3 separate regions of the Zea mays genome follow, and all the other regions are linked to region 1. A link is a contact called in public Hi-C data. All regions are on one chromosome and are shown on one strand. Each heading gives the region's core, a stretch centred on a gene start, on an enhancer-like site or on the middle of the called end of the contact. The rest is flanking DNA. Distances are from core to core; before and after follow the strand shown. Region 1 holds the start of LOC100194384. Region 2 has its middle 180 kb from the start of LOC100194384. Region 3 holds the start of LOC103635511.

What was found. Hi-C and Micro-C count contacts between places; a contact is called where the count stands out from the background.
Region 2: a Hi-C map of tassel shows a contact between it and region 1, with 2.6 times the contacts expected there. The contact joins the enhancer-like site here to the promoter of LOC100194384 in region 1. A contact is called at or near these places in 2 of 25 Hi-C or Micro-C datasets (ear and tassel).
Region 3: a Hi-C map of endosperm shows a contact between it and region 1, with 5 times the contacts expected there. The contact joins the promoter of LOC103635511 here to the promoter of LOC100194384 in region 1. A contact is called at or near these places in 6 of 25 Hi-C or Micro-C datasets (ear, endosperm, leaf and 1 more).

Annotation. Positions count from the first base shown.
Region 1 is chr8:87,776,615-87,779,314 of Zm-B73-REFERENCE-NAM-5.0, forward strand. LOC100194384 reads right to left here and starts at 1,261. Exons shown (of 2, transcript NM_001139416.1): 1 at 858-1,261; 2 at 1-700. The coding sequence starts at 977. The coding sequence ends at 233.
Region 2 is chr8:87,961,268-87,963,967 of Zm-B73-REFERENCE-NAM-5.0, forward strand. No RefSeq gene overlaps it. Among protein-coding and RNA genes, the nearest start is that of LOC100194384, 180 kb to the left of the region's middle. Within about 2 kb of position 1,269, at least 12 of the 20 cell types and tissues checked have an H3K27ac peak or open chromatin away from gene starts, as enhancers often do. A contact at or near this core is called in ear and tassel, where this site is marked.
Region 3 is chr8:87,595,215-87,597,914 of Zm-B73-REFERENCE-NAM-5.0, forward strand. It overlaps LOC103635511, which reads left to right and starts at 1,351. Exons shown (of 8, transcript XM_008657947.3): 1 at 1,351-1,781; 2 at 1,875-2,005. The coding sequence starts at 1,466.

The DNA of each region.
Region 1 (2,700 bases), core at 11-2,510:
TATAGGAGCCGGCAACCTTCTTGGAGCAACGAATTTGAAAGAAAAACGCAGCTGCTGCAACTACATCTGGAAAATACCCCACAGACGGGAGAAGAAAACCAGGAACAATTATAGAAGCAAGCAGTTGATATTTGACCGACTAGTCCAGGCGCTTGGACAGGGTTTAATTTACTGACGTCTTGTGGTCCAAGCTTCTGAAGAAGAAACCCGCGTCGGCCTGAGGTAGCTAGCTTCAGGTGACGAGGTAGATGGGCATCACCGGAGCGCCTCCAGTGCCAAGGCTAGTGGACCTGAGGCTGACGTAGGGAACCGCCACTGCCGCGGCGCCAAGCTCGGCGGCGGCCAGGCGGCCGGACCGCACGGCCGGTGCCCAGCACGTGCACGCGGACGCGCCGCCGCCGTCGTCCCCGCCAGCATCGCAGTCGGTGAGGTACATAGGCACGGTTGGCGACGCGGGCGACCCGTACTGGGGAGGTGGAGCTCCTGCGGCGGGTCTGGTTGATGAGGGGCGCTTCCTGAAGAGATGGAGCGCGGCAGAGGCGGCGGAGCTCCACCACCGGCGGCGCTGCTGCTGTTTCTGCTGGCGGTGGTGCTTCTTGGCGATGGGCTTCTGTAGCTTGAACCGCGCGGAGTCCAGGGGCTTCAACTGCGCAGGCTGCTGGTGGCGCTGGCGCCTGCCCCACGGTCGCTTCGCCTCAGGCTGAGGGGAACAGAGGAACCACACCGCACGTCAACAAGATGCAAGAACGTAACCAGCGTCCAGCATGCAGCAGGCATGATTGGATCTTTGTTCCTTTTGGAAGAGGTCGATGCAATCATGTAGAGCAGTAGTGTAGTGTTGAGAACTAGAGATGGACCTGGGAGGGGAAGTGGAGGAGCTGCGGGTCGAAGCCGTAGTCGCTGAAGTGGTCCGACTCGGGCTCGGAGGCGGGCGCGGGGAACGGAGCACTCACGGCCGCCGCTCGCTTCTTCCCCATCGCCGCAGGGCCTCTCAGTTACCGCCGGTATGCTCTGTGCAGTGCCGTGCCGAGCCAGCCAGCTTCGCAGGGAAAGAAACGGAGCCCAGGGAGGTAGAAACAAGGAACCACGCCACCAACTCTTGTGTCTGTCTGTCTCTGGGAGTCTGGGATTTATTTTATTTTTGTTTCTGTTTTGTGAAAGGAGTCTGGGATTCGGAAAAGAAGGCCATGGAAGCTGCGATCTCGTTGAGTCGTTGTAAGTATTGAAGCGCGGCGGATGTTTGGGGAGATGGGCAAGCAAGCTCGAAGAGTGTTGAATTGAGTGAGCTGAGCTGGTGGGCAAAGGAACCGACCGGCCCAGCAGCCAGCAAAGTGACCGTTGCAGCTGCAACTGCTCCCGCTCCCACTCCCAAGCGCGGTCCCTTGAGAGCCTTTAATGGCAGCGGCGCCCTCCTTTTTCAAGCCTTTCTCCATTGCTCGTGCCTCCGCTACTTGAAGAGACAGACTGTAAAAGGGAGGCCGGTCTGTCCGTCAATCCTTTTGACCAACCAACCGGCAAGGCGACAATGCGTACCAGCGCACTCTGCCCTCTGCTTCTTTTTTTTCCCCCGGCATTTCCGGTTTGGGTCTTGCCTCCTTGAGAAAATAGTTCCTTAAAAAGTTTTATAGTGTTATTTCAAAACTGTAATATCGTATGAAATAAAAAAATATTAAACTTCTGCAAGGTTTTATTCTATTTTTTATCAATAAATACGGTCTATTTGGTTTACAGGTTAACCATATCTAAATTCATCCGTTCTAGTATCCGAACCTAATTAGGTCGTTTGGTTTGTATCGTCGATTCAAAATGTTTTCCATAAATACATTCCTAGCACCACTTTGTACTAGGCTATTAGTACAATGACAGTAGATTGCAACGGCACAAAGGTCATATTTTATGGTATAGTACAACACAGTATGACATGTGAGGGCTTAGATGCAAGCATCCTATCCACAAAAGAAAAAAAAATTAAAGCGGTGTCGTGGCTAGAGATGGCAATGGTACCCGCGATCCGATACCCGATGGGTATTTACTCCATTAGGGTATGTATGTGGGCTAAATATTCTACCTGTAGGTCTGTTATTGGGCAAAAATCTTCACCCAATGGGTAAACGGGTATTAGAACGTTCCGCCTTCACCCATACCCGTTAACCCGTGGGTATAAAATACCCAATATAAACTTTGCCCAAGCATGAACTTGGATTTTAGTCATCCAACTTTTTATTATTTAACAACAATTTAATGACCATGTAATGGAACATGTAATGTGCTATGTAGTACTATCATAGTGTTATTACTTTATCTAATTATCTTTGGTGTGTTGAATGGATGATTAAATGATGCTAGAAAATTTTGTAGCGGTATTTATATAGATATACTTGAAATTTGTATAGTATAATATTTTGATAGTAGTTTAATTTTTGTGGGTACGGGTGACCCAATGGATGACCCATACCCACATGAGTATGGGTATGGGGGTAAATCCATACCCGCCAGTGTATATGGGTGACCCGGTGGGATTATTTTTGCGTCGTGGGTATGAGTATGAGGTAGTAATACCCGGTGGGTATTTACCCATTGCCATCTCTAGTCGTGGCCGAAGGTATCTGAGTCACTAATTTCGTCAAAAAATAACAAGTTTTACGTAAAAGCGTCTGTTGTTCACTTGTTCTCAAATGCTGTGAATCAAGAACAAGGCAA
Region 2 (2,700 bases), core at 19-2,518, 180 kb after region 1:
TTCTTTGCTGAGTGTTTTTTTCATCACTAGTCAAAGACAATTTAAAAATCGCATTTTAAAGCAGTAAATTAATTTAAATAAAAAAGTTTTCAACGACAAATTTATGTAACTTATCAAGATGTACAAATTATGTTTCGGTCATTTCTTTATATGACAAAATAAAAGTAAATTTGTTCATAAAAACTATATCTATCTCGTAGTTTATCAAACTACAAGACAAATGTATAAGATTTGTGAATAATATTAGAACCAACATGTGGGATGAATAAAACACCAAAGAACCAAAATAGCTTTGTAGATCTTGAGAAGTTTTTGAATTTTGTAGTTGGCAATCTTTTGATTTGAAGTTAGCTTGTCAATGAAAACTACGTTTCAATTTTAAAATTTGAATTTTCAAAATAACCTCAAGTGGAAAAACCACCAAAATGAAAGTTGTATGTCTTAAAAAGTTATGAAACTTTGTAGTTGTTAACATTTTGGTTTGAAGTCATCTTGTCATGCAAAATTTTGTTTGAATTTTAAAATTCGAATTTTTCAAACGACCTCGGATGGACCAAAATAAAATTTGTAGGCTTGAAATGGTATGAAATTTTATCATTGACAATTTTTTATTTGAAATAATCTTGTCATAGAAAAATATGTTTGAAGTTTTCAAATTTGAAATTTAAATTTTGTAAATGACATGGGATGAAGAAACTATCAAAATGAAAGTTGTAGATCCTTCAAAGTTATTCAACTTTACAGTTGACAATATTTTCATTTGAATTTATTTAATACCTAAATAATCAATTTACTCTTGGTTTGTTATAATACGTGGGAAATGAAAATATAATATATGCACATGTGATATAGTTGTGTAGTGGTAGATGAGATTGTGCGCGAGAGAAAGGTTGATGAGGTAGGGCAATGGTGATGGTTGGGGTTTTATTTCCCTAGTTAAAAAACGTTTTGCTGTTTTTATGGATTTTTTGTGATTATTAATTTACCGAGTACTTTTCTTTGTCGAGCGTTTTTTGACACTCGGCAAAAATTTTATCAAATGCCCAAAAAAGTACTTAGCAAAAAATCATTTGTCAATAAAATATTTGTTGAGTGTTATTTGACTTTGCTGAGTGTAGAAAGACCTTTGTCGATTTTTTGGAACACACCATAAATAAAGCCAGTCCGATAGTGCAGGTGCTGCTTTTCACCGTGACGGCTACTTATATGCGCGGGATCAAGTGGACATCTATCTCCTCGTGGGCCTGTTCGTGATTACGGACTAGTCCAGGCCGAGGAAAGGCCATGGCCCAAACGCGGATTGCAAATTACATAACTCTCCTAGCTCTCCGCCACTAGGCCAGGCGCACGTCCCATTACATATTCCAGAAAAAAATTGGAAAATGAGGAAATTCTTGGTTAATAGAAAAAAGTTGTGCATGCCATTATATATACATTTGTTTTTGGTTGCTTATAGGGTAGCCCAATCTCTTTAAAAATCTTGGATCTGCCACTTTAGTCCTCTATACAATAAATATGTTAGATTAATATGGATTTGGTCTAAATTAATATTCAATAATAGTCAATGATAAAGGTCAATTTTGATGCTATGGTGTACTAATAATTTAATACTATATTAAAAGTTTAAGGGACAAATTAATCAACTTAAATAGGTGGACCATTGGTGTATCTATTGAGAAGTTAAGAAAAGAATGAAGGATTGTCACATGCGCGCGCGTCCCGCTGACGGGGCCGTGGCTCGTGGTAGATCGGACATTGGTCTGAATATTTCTTCCTAATGGTTGCACATTTTGTTTGGAGTACTGACCGACCGTTTCCTGTCTTATGGCTAGTAACGGACGTCTCTTATGGCACTTCGGTTCCTGGCTGGCTGTAATGGTTGTCAGTTTCTGGCTCTGATGGTGACCGTTACAGTCTGTTCCCCTCCCTCTGCGCATGTATAAATACGGAGGAGGTCGACACTCTTCCAGTGACGCGAATAGTCTCTCAGACGTGTTGCACTTAGCCCATTCCAGACCCAACTTCTGCAAGCACAGAGAGAGTGGGAGAGCAGGCCTCCGAAATCACCGTCCGTAGAGCTACACTTGCACGGGTGTGCGGGCGATCAGGTTTTTGGGGAGCGTACTCGCTACTGCTCGCTCCGTCCGCTCAACCAACGTTGATCCGGTTCTTCGTTGTCGGCGTCGTTCGAGGGACTGCACTGCATACATCTGTCTGCATCGACTGCATACGACTACATCGAACATACACACGAGACATCTCGTATGAATGGAGCCACTGATGCCTTAAGCATTGATCCCTCCGCGGGGTACACTCTGTTCTTTGTATTTGTGCATGTTTTACTGTTGTTTACTTCTTATGTGAGTAGTGATACACACATGCACGTACATGTCGTCACATACATCATACTGGTTTTCTGGATTAAATTAAAACTGATAGTGTCTAATTCTCTAACAATCCAAATGTAACATCTCGAAATCCTAATTTGAGACTTAAAAATTTTAAAAATATCATGAAACCTAAAACAAATAAGTGTTCTAATAAAGATTAATAAAACAATCCCTATATGAATTTATTATCCATTTTGCTAAATTATAAATTGATAATTATGCTCTAAAAGTATTCGATACACTAGAAACTATTGTATTAGAATAACTATGTTGTGTGTATGAAACACATATTTAAAAGCATTGTCAAAAA
Region 3 (2,700 bases), core at 101-2,600, 180 kb before region 1:
ACCGTCAATAAAGGCCTTCTCTTCCCCAACGTCGGCCACAAATGTCTCATGACTAAGGATAGCAAAAAGAAGAAGGTACATTCTAGAGATACCCCAAATACACTACTTCCGATGATGAGGGTAGCTCTAGTGATAATGATGATGATTTAACTTCACTTTTTGCTAACCTTACTAAAGAGCAAAAAGAAGAAAATTAATGAATTGATAGAAACCATTAACGAGAAGGATAATATCTTGGAATTCCAGAAGGACTTGCTCGTTAAGGAAAATAAAAAATTTGTTAAGCTAAAAGATGCTTATGCTCTTGAAGTAGAAAAATGTGAAAACTTGTCTAAAGAGCTTAATATTTGCAATGATTCAATTTCTTGTCTTAAAACTGAAAATGCTAGTTTAATTGCCAAGATTGAAGAATTGAATGCTTGCAATATTTCCACATTTACTGTTGAATATGCCACTATTTGCACTAGATGTAGAGATGTTAATATTGATGCTATGAATGATCACCTTGTTATAATTAAAGAACAAAATGATCACATAGCTAAATTAAATGCTAAAATTATCGAGCATGAACTAGAGAATGAAAAATTTAAATTTGCTCGTAGTATGCTTTATAATGGGAGACGCCCTGACATTAAGGATGACATTGGTTTCCAACAAATAAGCCAAAGCAATGTCAAACTTAATACCCCTAAGAACAAGCTTTTTAACTTTGTTAAGGGCGAGACTCCTATGGTTTAGGATAGAGAAGGTTACATTTTATACCCTGAGAACTATCCTGAGTACAAAATTAGAAAAATTCATGCTAGAAAATCTCATTCTATTTCTCATCATGCTTATATGTATAGTAATGAGGTTTCTAGCTCTAGGCATGCAACTCAAATCAAAATGCCTAAAAAGAAGATTGCTAATGCATCAAACGAACATAGCATTTCATTCAAGACTTTTGGTGCATCTTTTGTGCTCACTAACAAATCAGGCAAGGCAGTTGCCAAATATGTTGGGGGCAAACACAAGAGTCGTAGAAGATTTAACCGGAGGTTAGAAGGTTCAGACAGGTAGATGATTGTTAAACGTGAGATAGATTGTGATATTCTGGCCAAGAATTAATAGGATGAATAGAATATATATATATCAATAAGGTGCATCTTATTTTTCATAAGTCTATTTTGAAAGAATCTTAGAGTTAAGTGTGTTTGACCTATAACAATCTCGGGATGAGTGACCGACCAGAAACTTCTCGAGTGCACATGAGTGAGAACGGATGCATATGATTGAGAATAAAGTACGCACAAAAGACTTGACTTGTAGTGATGTGTGGAGATGGTATATGTAGATGCGAAGAAGCAAATAACGCTGGTCCGCAAGTGGCCGGGTGTTACAGGCTCGTAGGTCCGATCGCCGGAGTCACATGCTCTGGGCTGGCTTCTGCTGCTAGCTGCCTCGCTAGCCGCCTAGCCCAACCGCAATGCGCGCCATCGCCTCCCCACTTGCGCCTCCTCGCCCAGAGCCACCCATTGCCGTCCGATCAAGATCCAACGCCCTCAAACGCGCCACTTTACCACCAGTCCCCCTCACCGCCGCCCGTCTCCGCCTCCGCCGACAACCGGAGCCAGGGCCCTCGCCACCCACCCGATTGAGCCACCCCATGCCTCCTCCCACTGCGACGATGTCCCCCGCAGCTGGCGGTTCCTTTCCTGAGCTCACCTGTCCCGCGGACTTTGCCACCGTCGCCGCCCCCGGCGGCCGCTTCTCCGTCGTCGGCTTCGGATCCCTCCTTTCCGGTGAGCGGGACGAAGATCGTTGTCACGGGTAATGGATTCCTCGATCCCTGAACCTGCTAGCATGACGCTCTCTAGCATCCTGGTTGGTGGCAGAGCGGAGCGCGAGGAGCACGTTCCCGGAGCTGGAGGGCTTCCGTGTCGCGGTGCTGCGGGGGTTCCGCCGAGTCTTCGCCCACGCTGCCCCCATCTTCTTCGAGCGCGGCATCGCCATCGAGGCCACCAAGGTCCCCATGCCTAGTATTTCTCTCCTCATGTCATCGTTTAATTAAGCAGCAGGTTTCTCCGTGTGTCTGATTCTGCAAGGTGGATAGGATTTTGATCAGGGCATTGATGACTCGTGATGTCTACTTCACTAATTTTTCATTTCTGAATGAAGTGGCATCTTTGCGACTTTTGCATGACTATGTGATCTCACTAATTCGTCCTGAATGTTAGTTTTTGTAGAGGATTTCAGATAATCTTTTTTTACAGAGCAATACATGATGAACTAGCACACCTGTTGCGTACACCTGAATGTGCAGACAGGCAAATATGCACTTAGTACTAAGGGTACTTGGATGATACTGCAATTTACCATCGTAGGGTTTTATTTGTTTTTAACCTGCGTTTCCTCGATGTAATGCAAACTGCAATACTAGTTCCACGACACTAGACAGTAAAAAAAATAGAGATTTCAATTAAGTAGCTGCATTGAACAAATATATGTATTGGTTCATGCACGAGGGCCTGGATTTTAGTGCCCATTAAGGAGCCTCTCTGCAAGACTGCTTTTGCTGCTCGTTATTCTGATCCTTGAGAAAAATAAACTTTGATATGTTTTGAGATCCAATGATTTGACATTGGACTATGTTTGCCAATGTAGAGCACTGTAATACTGTATGTACTTCCCTGGGAAAGTTGCATTACCGGTTTCTTGTGG